2 separate regions of the Cricetulus griseus genome follow, and region 2 is linked to region 1. Evidence: chromatin contacts called from public Hi-C data. All regions are on one chromosome and are shown on one strand. The core of a region is the stretch at or near the end of the contact, and the rest is flanking DNA. Distances in the headings are between cores, read along the strand shown.

Region 1 (4,375 bases), core at 593-3,092:
GAAAACAAAGTGGTGGGTTACTCAAAAATTCAGGAGACCAGCCCAAGCCCAGGTCAAATGTCTAAGAAATGTCTCGTGTGACCTGTCCAGATATGGCTAAGGATCAGCTTCGTGCTATCATATGGACTTCGTATGTGCATTGTGTAAGGGATAGCAAGGGATTTAAACCCAGACTAGGTATTTCCACTTATAATCCTGGGCAAGTCAGTCAGTTCAGCTATCTGAGTCTGGCTTTGCTACTCGTGAGGAAGAAGGCTCAGGTGAGGGTCAATCAAGCCATCACCCAAGAGGCTGGACTCAATGGTTACAGTGAGGACAGAAAGCAGAAGTCCCAGACACCTTCATTTACCTATGAAGTCAATTGCCTCGTTGAACCAGGAGCTGATGTCAGCCTTGTGGTTGTCCTCCACAGGAATGCTCTTGTACTGGTAGTGACCCTCAAAGTGGTTAGGACAATTGGCCGAGACGTTGATCAAGGCAGTGATGCCCAAGGCGTCAAGCATGTCCTTCCGGGAAGCATGATAGGCACTGCCCAGGTACAGGAAGGACAGGATCTCCACTGGGCCCCCCTGGAATCCAAAAACAGTCCAGCATTCATCAAGCTTGTTCAGAGTTAACAGAGTACCCACACCCACAAAAACTCCCTACTGAAAAAGGGAGTTTCAGACACTGGTGACCTCAGCATAGACGGCATATTAAAATAATAATAAAGAATTAGGTCCATTGGCTTGGACAGAGCCAACAAGCTCTTATATGCCAGCAACTGGGAGACTCAGCTCCATCCAATCGCTTCACTGTGGAATAAAAATTCCCATGTCCCCTCAAGTATAACTAAAGCTGCAGCCACTTTCTGTATTCTCCCTGACACAGCCCTTCCAGACCTCTGCCACCCCCTCCCACCCCCCCACATAGACGGGGACTCTTACTAACCTGATCGTAGAGAGGGGTGCTACAGGAGCTGCATCCGGATTCTGCGCTGTCAGGGACACTAGTACTCAGGGGGAGGCTGAGCCCCATGGGGGTGGACTGTTTGCTGCACAGCTCGGGGCAGGAAGCCGAAAACGCTTCATATCCTCCTGAGAACACAAAGGAACACATTTTCCCATTAGCATCACCGACACAGTACCTGGAGACAAGTCACCCACCCACCAGAGGATGCGAGTTTACATAGAAGGCTCAGGGAAGTCTTTGTTCCTGGAGCCAAACAAAGCCAGTGACAAGTCCCTGGAGACTGGACACGGGCACTCCAGGTGGGACGACCCTTTCCCAGCTAATGGCAGAGGTCCTGCCAGAACGAGCGCGTACCTTGGAGGAAGAAGACTTGAGTGGTGCGTGCTTCTCGGCAGAGCGCGCCCGCAGCTAGGGCTAGGGTGCCGTCGCGCTTGGCGCCCTCCAGGGCGACGCTGCGCTCGTCCAAAAGCACCACTGCGTGGTAGGCGCCGGCCAGCAGGCGGCCGCGCAGCTCGGCGTTGGGCACGATATGCTCCAGGCCCATGGCGCCCTTGGCGCGGCGCCGCACGATGGTGCTAAAGCGCACGTTCACCGAGCCCGCGATGTGGCCGGCGTTGAAGGCGAAGAAGGAGCGGCAGTCCAGCAGCAGGCACTGCGCAGCGCGCTCTCGCAACAACGCGCGCAGCCCTCCGGCGTCCAGGATGCCCACCTCCATCACCATGGCCAGCCCCAGCGACCCCAGCGTGCCCGTCCCGCGGCCCTCCAAAAACAATCTGTCGGTCCGACGCGGTATCCTTGTGGCCCTAAGTCCCCAAGTGCTCGCTGCTCTGAATCTAGTTTCACTGTGCGTCCCGCCCGCCAGTCCTTCGCTGCGCGCTCAGCTCTGGGAGCGCGGTTTTATGTGGCCTCTCGGGGGCGGTCCCGGGCGCGGCGCCGGAGGAGGGGGAACGGTTTGTTTGTTTGAATGGCGATCACGTGACATGTTGGTGACGTCACCCACCCTGCCGGGCTTGGCGCCGCCGAAGCCAAAGGCAAAGACGTCATCGGCCTGGGAGCGGGTCGGCTTTGCACGCTGGCTCACCGCCCGGCCCCCACCCTGCTGTCCGCCGGCCCCGCTGGCAGGACTGCGCGCTGCCAGCCCGGGTGGTCAGGACGCGCGGCCTAAGGACACGCCCGGGGACACCTGCCCGGCTCCCCTCCCCGGGTCTCCGCCGAGAGCGTAGGAGCACTGCTGGGACTACGGTCTCAACTGGTCCTGCTCCCGCTGTTGGGGTATTGGCCCGGGCGAGCGGAGCGGGGAAGGGGAAGGGGTAGAGAGAGGTGATCAACTCGGTAAACCCTGTGGCTTTACAGAGGACAAATGGCAAGAGTCGAGGCGTCCTTCTCTAGTGTCACTTTAAACTGTTTTACGACGAACATGGGAAAGTACCTCCAGGCAGCCCCCTACCAGAATGTTATCCCTGCCGCGGTGGTCTTTAGAGGACTTGGAGCCAAGAATGGAAGGGTTGAAAGATCGGGTGTGGAGCCCAGGTTTGGCATTTGGGGCGATCTGGACAGGGCTCGACAGCGCCGCCCAGGGACCACCAAGCACTTTGTAGCGTGGCTCCAGAGGTTGCTGCTCCCCGACTCCTCCTCATGCGCGCGCGCGTGCGCGTGCGGGTACAAACAACTTTTGTTTTGTTTTGAGACAGGGTGTTGTTTTGTAGCCCTGGCTGGCATTGAACTCACAGAGATCCTCCTGCCCCTGCCTCGCCAGTGCTGAGGTTAACGGCATGCACCCCCAAACCTGGCTCTTCATCTGTATTGAACAGAAGCTGGGCGCACTAACGACCCATGGCTGGGGCCTTGGAATCCGCTCCTATGGAGGCCAAACTCTACCCGACAAACCCAGGTCCTGGTAATCCAGAGTGGCTGAACTCCTAATCCAATCCCAAGGCGCCTTAGGAGTATTGCCAAGACCTGTACCTTGGCACCCAGGAAGACCCCAATGGGGTCTGTGTCCTTTCCCCAAATTGGGGCCGGGAGCCCCAACCACGACACCACGGAGTTGGATACATAAACATAAACATTGCACCACTCCGCAGGGGCGCCGAGTCAGGAACATTCTGCGGTTTCTTCCTCTCTACTAGGGGGAGGTGTATTACCGGTCACCAAATGTTGTTGCTCTGCAACGTCTGTCCACTTTGGCCTCCCCTAGCTCTTGCGTTCTGCCTAGATTCTTTGTAAATTCGGGGTACTTTATTTTTGAAGGGCATTTTACCTTCCTATGAGCCTTGATCTAAAAGAGCAGCAAAGGAGTCAGATAACACCACCCTCCCTGCATCTCAGCGACAGAAAGAAAAAAAAATTATTTATTCCACTTATTCAGCTGAGAACCTCAACATATTTTTGTGTTGAATCATAAAATGTTACAGCTGCTGCTGTTACGAACTGCATACCAACTTCATTTTTTCATATATATATATATATATATATATATATATATATATATATCAAGGCTATCCATTGTATCTTTCTATATCCAAAGTTTTCTAAACGACCTATTTATACAAATGCAGTGGCATGGTCTGGTACTGAAGTTAAATGTCTGCTGGTCCCCGTGGAGTTCTGCTCTCTTCCCTCCCTGGAAGAAGCATAAAAAGTGGGCTGGAACCCGGGGGAAAGTTGACTGTTGGAGAGCCAGCCGTTCTCTTTTCTGTTGAGCCTTCAAGGCAGTATCTGTACAATGGATACCATGCAGCATGGCTTGGTGACATTCCCTTGTAAAGCAGGAGGGGCAGGACACTGGGACCTTTCCCCTCCTGAGTCACTGACTCTGTTTTTCCCCTTCCCGGCTGTGATTCTTATATCATGAGGCCCCCTGGGCTGTGTGTTTCAGAATCTGGCATCAGAGCCTTAGCTGGTATCTTCAGGTGGGTCTTGAGAGACTCCTAGAAGCCTCAACTGGTTGGAGCTCCAGCTGAGAGAAAGCTCTTGTGTACCACAAGGGACTTATTCTAGGATCCACTTGTTCAGAAAGAGTTAGCAAAGGTCTAGCCACCCAAGGTCCCAGTCCAGGCAGTGAGAATGCCCTGGTGACAGGGAGCAGAACCAGATAGGCTTCTTTCAGCAGAGTTGGAAGGGTAAGCAGCTTGTGCTATGTGCTTAGCTGCTGAGGGCCCAGAGCAGGTGAGTCAGTAGATGTGAACTCTGGGAGAGGCTGGGCCTCACTGGCCTGAGAACTTCATAATTCCAGGTGTGCTTAGAACAACTCTACAGGAAGGTGGGGTGGGAAAAAGCCGCCAAAAGTCTTAGCCTGCCTCCCCTCTTTCTGTGTGTCTCATCAGTCACTTCACCTTGCTGCACCTCCCTGTGACTGTGGAGAAGAGCATCAGTTTCTATCTGGGTCCGGTGGGGACATTCAGTGCACAGGGTTGGCACAAGC
Region 2 (4,375 bases), core at 659-3,158, 57 kb before region 1:
CCCAGGTGGGACACAGTAGGCTAGTGTGTAGGTCCATTATGCAGCTCCTGCATATGGCTTGATGGAATATTCTATTGAATGTGTTATGACTATTAACTGTGGGTAAGCGGTGGAGGATACTAGCATTGAAGGGGTTCCTCAATCGGAAGGAGAAACTGGGTCCCTGGAGTCTCCTCCTTCAAGGCTAGGCACAATTGGTAACTAGAGACCAAGCCCTGGCTTGGCCCCTCCTGTACTATTTGCTATCCGTGACCATAGAACAAGCTGTTCCTCGGGGCAGTGGGAGGATCCATGCTGCCCATAGGAACTGGAGCCTGAGGATATGGGAGAAGGAACACAGTGCTTGCTCAGCAGACATTTGTGGAAAGAGCCAGGTGGCAGGAGCATTCTGACCCCTCGTGTGCCCTGCAGTCCTTATAGCCATGGCAGTAGGCAGCTTGCTGTTCTTCATGTTCACAAACGAGAAAGCTGAGCCAGAGCAGTATCCAGTACAGTTAGCGGCCTTCACCTGTCTCACACTGACCCTGAACCTGGCTTCCTCCATGCCAGTGTTTCTTAAAATGTGGTCACCAACACAGCAGTGGCAATATCTGGACTTGCCAGAGATTAGGTCATGGGTCCCCAAGTATGCCAGAGTGCTCCGATACACAGACAGCCATGCAAACCACTGCTCTATACTAGCCAGCCCTCTCTGGGATGTGGGACACACACTTGGTGGGAAGATGAGGACAGTGGCAATGGGATGGTAGCCGCAGAGTTCAAGGAAGGTTCGTAACAAGCCAATCTGCTGCAGGAGGGCTGGGCTGGTGGCCTTGGATGAACAGAGCCCCATATAGGTATTGCAATTTCTATGCCAACTGGAGCTTATCAGACAAGCCCCAAGGGCTAGGAAGAACTGGGGGTTCTCACACTCACCCCAGAAGACCACCAATGAATGATACAGGTACTCAGGCCAAAACCCTCACCTCCAGAGTAGGACCTGGGAAGTTGCCATTTGGACAGGACTTGCCACCCAGTGCAGGCTAACACTTGGGAACTCCTGCATAGAAGGCTTTGGACTAGACAGCCCCGTGGGAACTGGTTTTGTGACCTGGTATAAACCTTACCCCTCTGTGCTCTGGGGCCCCTCTCCACAGGAGTTAGTCCTGGTAGAAAGAGTTGGACTCGGGGAGCAGATTAGCTTGTTACGTCTAAAGGGGAAATCGTGATAGAGGTGAGGCAACACACGATAAGCCACAGACTCCTCCAAGCATGGTTTGTGAACCTGAGGCAATAGAGAGCCAGAGAGGAAGTTAGCCCAAAACAGGAGCCATCAAATTTGCATTTTCCAGCATTACAGCCTGAGCGGGCTGAGCTGAGGAGGAGGGAGAGGAGGTGGCGCTGGGCACCAGCTCTGAGCCACACTGCTTAAGTTCAAATCTCTGCCCCACCCCCACCCCAAGCCGATAGCTGAGGAACCCGGGACAATTAGCTTAACCCCCTAGTGTGTCAGTGGCCTTATCCGTCAAAGGGATATGAAAGGCTCATGAGAAGAATTCAAGGACCGGTGTGAAGTCCACAGCCAGTGTAAGTGTTCTATAGGCTCCATTGGCAAAGCCATTATCGTTTCTCTGTGAGCAGAAGCGGGAAGTCAACTACCACAGGAATGTAAGCATTCTGAGGACCAAGACAGGTAGTGTGTTCATTGAAGGCCCTCTGAGTAGCTCTGGGGGCAGTGTGGCCCTCTGTCACATTAGAACAGACCCCTTCCCCAACCTCCCAGGAGTGTAGGCCACCTGCTAGAAAGAGAGCTAGCGGGAATGCTGACCCTGTCCTCCCTAAGCCCTCAGCCCAGGCCTGCCCACATGACCCAGCTTCCTGTTTGTGATACCAGTGTTGGAGGGAGGAAATCAACACCCCACCCAGGGCTAGAGGGCAGGAATGTGGACGTGCTGACGTCAAAGCTTGTCCCAGTTCTGAAGAGATGGGATGGGAAGGGCTTCCTGCAAGCATTGAGCCAGCCTGCTCTGCAGGAGCAAACTGATCTGTGGGAGCCCACTCATTACTTTCTCTGTGGGCTGCTGCAGGGGTGAACTAAAGCCCTGCCCCAACACAGCTGTAGGACCTGGGCAAACCACTTCATCCTTGCAAACCACACTTCTCTCTTCTACAGGACAAGAAGGTCAATGCCATTGGAGCCAGCGTACCCATCCGATATGAGAGAAGGCCCCGCCCCCCATGAACCTGCTTCTCACTTCAGGAGCCAGAGTGACCCTTGTCTTCAAGAAAGACACAAGGCCCCCTGGAATGGAGCCTGCCCTGACTGCTGTGAGCTCCTGTGCCGGAATCTGCCTGGCTGGCAAGGCAGGGAGAGGAAGCCAGTCACCTAGGCATGAAGTATTTCCGGAGGTGGCTAGGAGGAGCTTTCCCAGCACTTGTGCTGTGACTCAGGCTGAAGCCTGGACTCAGGCACTTCCTGGCCCAGTGACTCAGTTTCCCCCATTCTACAGAAGCATCACACACAGCACAAGGCTTGCTTTTCACCCTTGAAGAGACATTGAGGCAAGGCTATTGAGTATCAGTGGGGCCCTTCAAATACCATGCTTGGAGGGCCTACTGTGTGCTTGTGGCTTTATCCATGTTTGCGCTTGAGTCTCAGTAAAACCTAAGGAAATTGGGAATATTATTGACCCCACTGTGTGGAGCAATAAGCAGGCCAAGGAAAGGAAAGAGATTGCCTAAGATCACAAAGCCAAGAAACAGCAGGGCCTCTCTTACATCAGGGATGTATCCTTCATTGGAGGTATCACCCGATAGTAGTAAGCCGTGCCCTTGACTCCAGCAGGTGGTTGTTTCAGGGTTAGCTTCCCCACCTCTACCCGACAGAGAGAAGGCCTCCTGCTCCACTCTCCAACCTGACCCTCTGTCTGCTTTCAAATTTGGTCACACATGCCGTAACAACTTGAGTCAAGTCTGGCCTCCTTTCTGTAGTGGACCGCTTGTGTCCCCAGGTGCCAGTCAGGGTCTGGAGTCCTGTTGTCCTCTGTCCTACATGCCAAGAAAGGCACCATCTAGGTTCTCCACCCTATGAGACTGGACTTCCCAGCTTGGTACTGGAGGAGAGGTGGCATGGAGGACTGACACAGAAAGGCAGGCCAACGGATGGCCCTAGGAGGGCAAAGCACTTAGGAGACCAGGAATGGGCCTGCCTGGGGCCCACATGGGCCCTCGCTGGTTTTCTGCCCTCCTTCTCCATTCCCCTCTGTCTTTCCCAGGATGCCACTTAGCCCCACTTCGGAGCCAGAGATACCTGGATTAGAATAGAGTTTGGCTGTTCCCCAGACTTGCGACCTGGGTCATGCCCGTCTAACCTGACCTGCGTTCCCTGGTACTGCTACACAAGCATGAAAACATCCAGTTTCTGATGAAGACATCACATCTTTAAAAATTCTAATACAACCTGCCGTTTGACAGAGCATCCGCTTAATAGCCTCTGGCCCTAGATAGCTGGTGTGGATTGGCCTCTACCTGTAAATAACCATCCACACTCTGGAGGGGCTCGGTGCGTGACCCTAACAGCCCCTTCCCTAGGTGCCCAGCAGGTGGCAGCATTGGCCCCTTGTTGACGCACAGACATGCTCTCCGGAATGTTTTGAAAATTTGCAGGATTTTTTTTTTTTTTTTTTTTTTTTTTTTCCCAGCATAGGGGTTGGCGAGTTATACTCGCAGTCTCCACAGAGTTTCACGCTATTGGTGGTGAGGAACTAGGTTTAAGAGTTGAAGTCTCCTGGAGGATTTCCGGCCCGCTAATCCCAGGGGGCCATGCATCCTGCTGCTCTCCCCCTCGAAAGGCTGCCAGGTCTAGCTCTGTGGGAAGAAGCAGAGGAAGCTTCAACCTGGATCCCCCTCCTCCTGATGCCCCGCCTGCCTTTCTGCAGCCCGGGCTCTCTTGCCTTCTCCACCCCCTTCCTCTCTCCCTCCCTTTCTTCCTCTCTCATTCAACCCCAGTGTGCATCTATGGAGCACAGGTTCTTTCCCAGGGCCAGGGTGCAGGGTCCCAGATGTGCCATTTGGAGCCTACAGGCAAAACTGGAAAATAGCAGTAATAAAAGAAGAAAGGTGCTTCAGACCCTGGCAAGTTTCTGTCTGTGGTGGTGTGACAGGGTGACCACCAGGAAGAGGAGGCAGGGAAGTGGCCAGGGATGTCTTGGGGGGTACAAGGAGGCTCGAACCATGCCTTTCCAAGGTGCAAACTAAAGGGTGCATCTGCTTGCCACAACCCACATAGCCCACCGAGAAGTACTCACTGGTTCCCAGGGAACACTATGACCCTTGGCCAAAGCAGGCCTATTGGGGTACTCGGGGAAAAAAGCAAGGAGAGTGGCTAATTTAGCCT

What was found. Hi-C and Micro-C count contacts between places; a contact is called where the count stands out from the background.
Region 2: a contact with region 1 is called in a Hi-C map of the CHL-YN cell line, with 6 times the contacts expected there. The contact joins the enhancer-like site here to the promoter of Dusp1 in region 1. A contact is called at or near these places in 4 of 8 Hi-C or Micro-C datasets (the CHL-YN cell line, the CHO-K1 cell line, fibroblasts and 1 more).

Annotation. Positions count from the first base shown.
Region 1 is chr7:47,298,464-47,302,838 of CriGri-PICRH-1.0, reverse strand. Dusp1 (dual specificity protein phosphatase 1) reads right to left here and starts at 1,842. Exons shown (of 4, transcript XM_027425190.2): 1 at 1,306-1,842; 2 at 931-1,076; 3 at 350-569. The coding sequence starts at 1,672.
Region 2 is chr7:47,355,179-47,359,553 of CriGri-PICRH-1.0, reverse strand. No RefSeq gene overlaps it. Among named protein-coding and RNA genes, the nearest start is that of Neurl1b, 54 kb to the left of the region's middle. Within about 2 kb of position 1,908, at least 1 of the 6 cell types and tissues checked has open chromatin away from gene starts, as enhancers often do.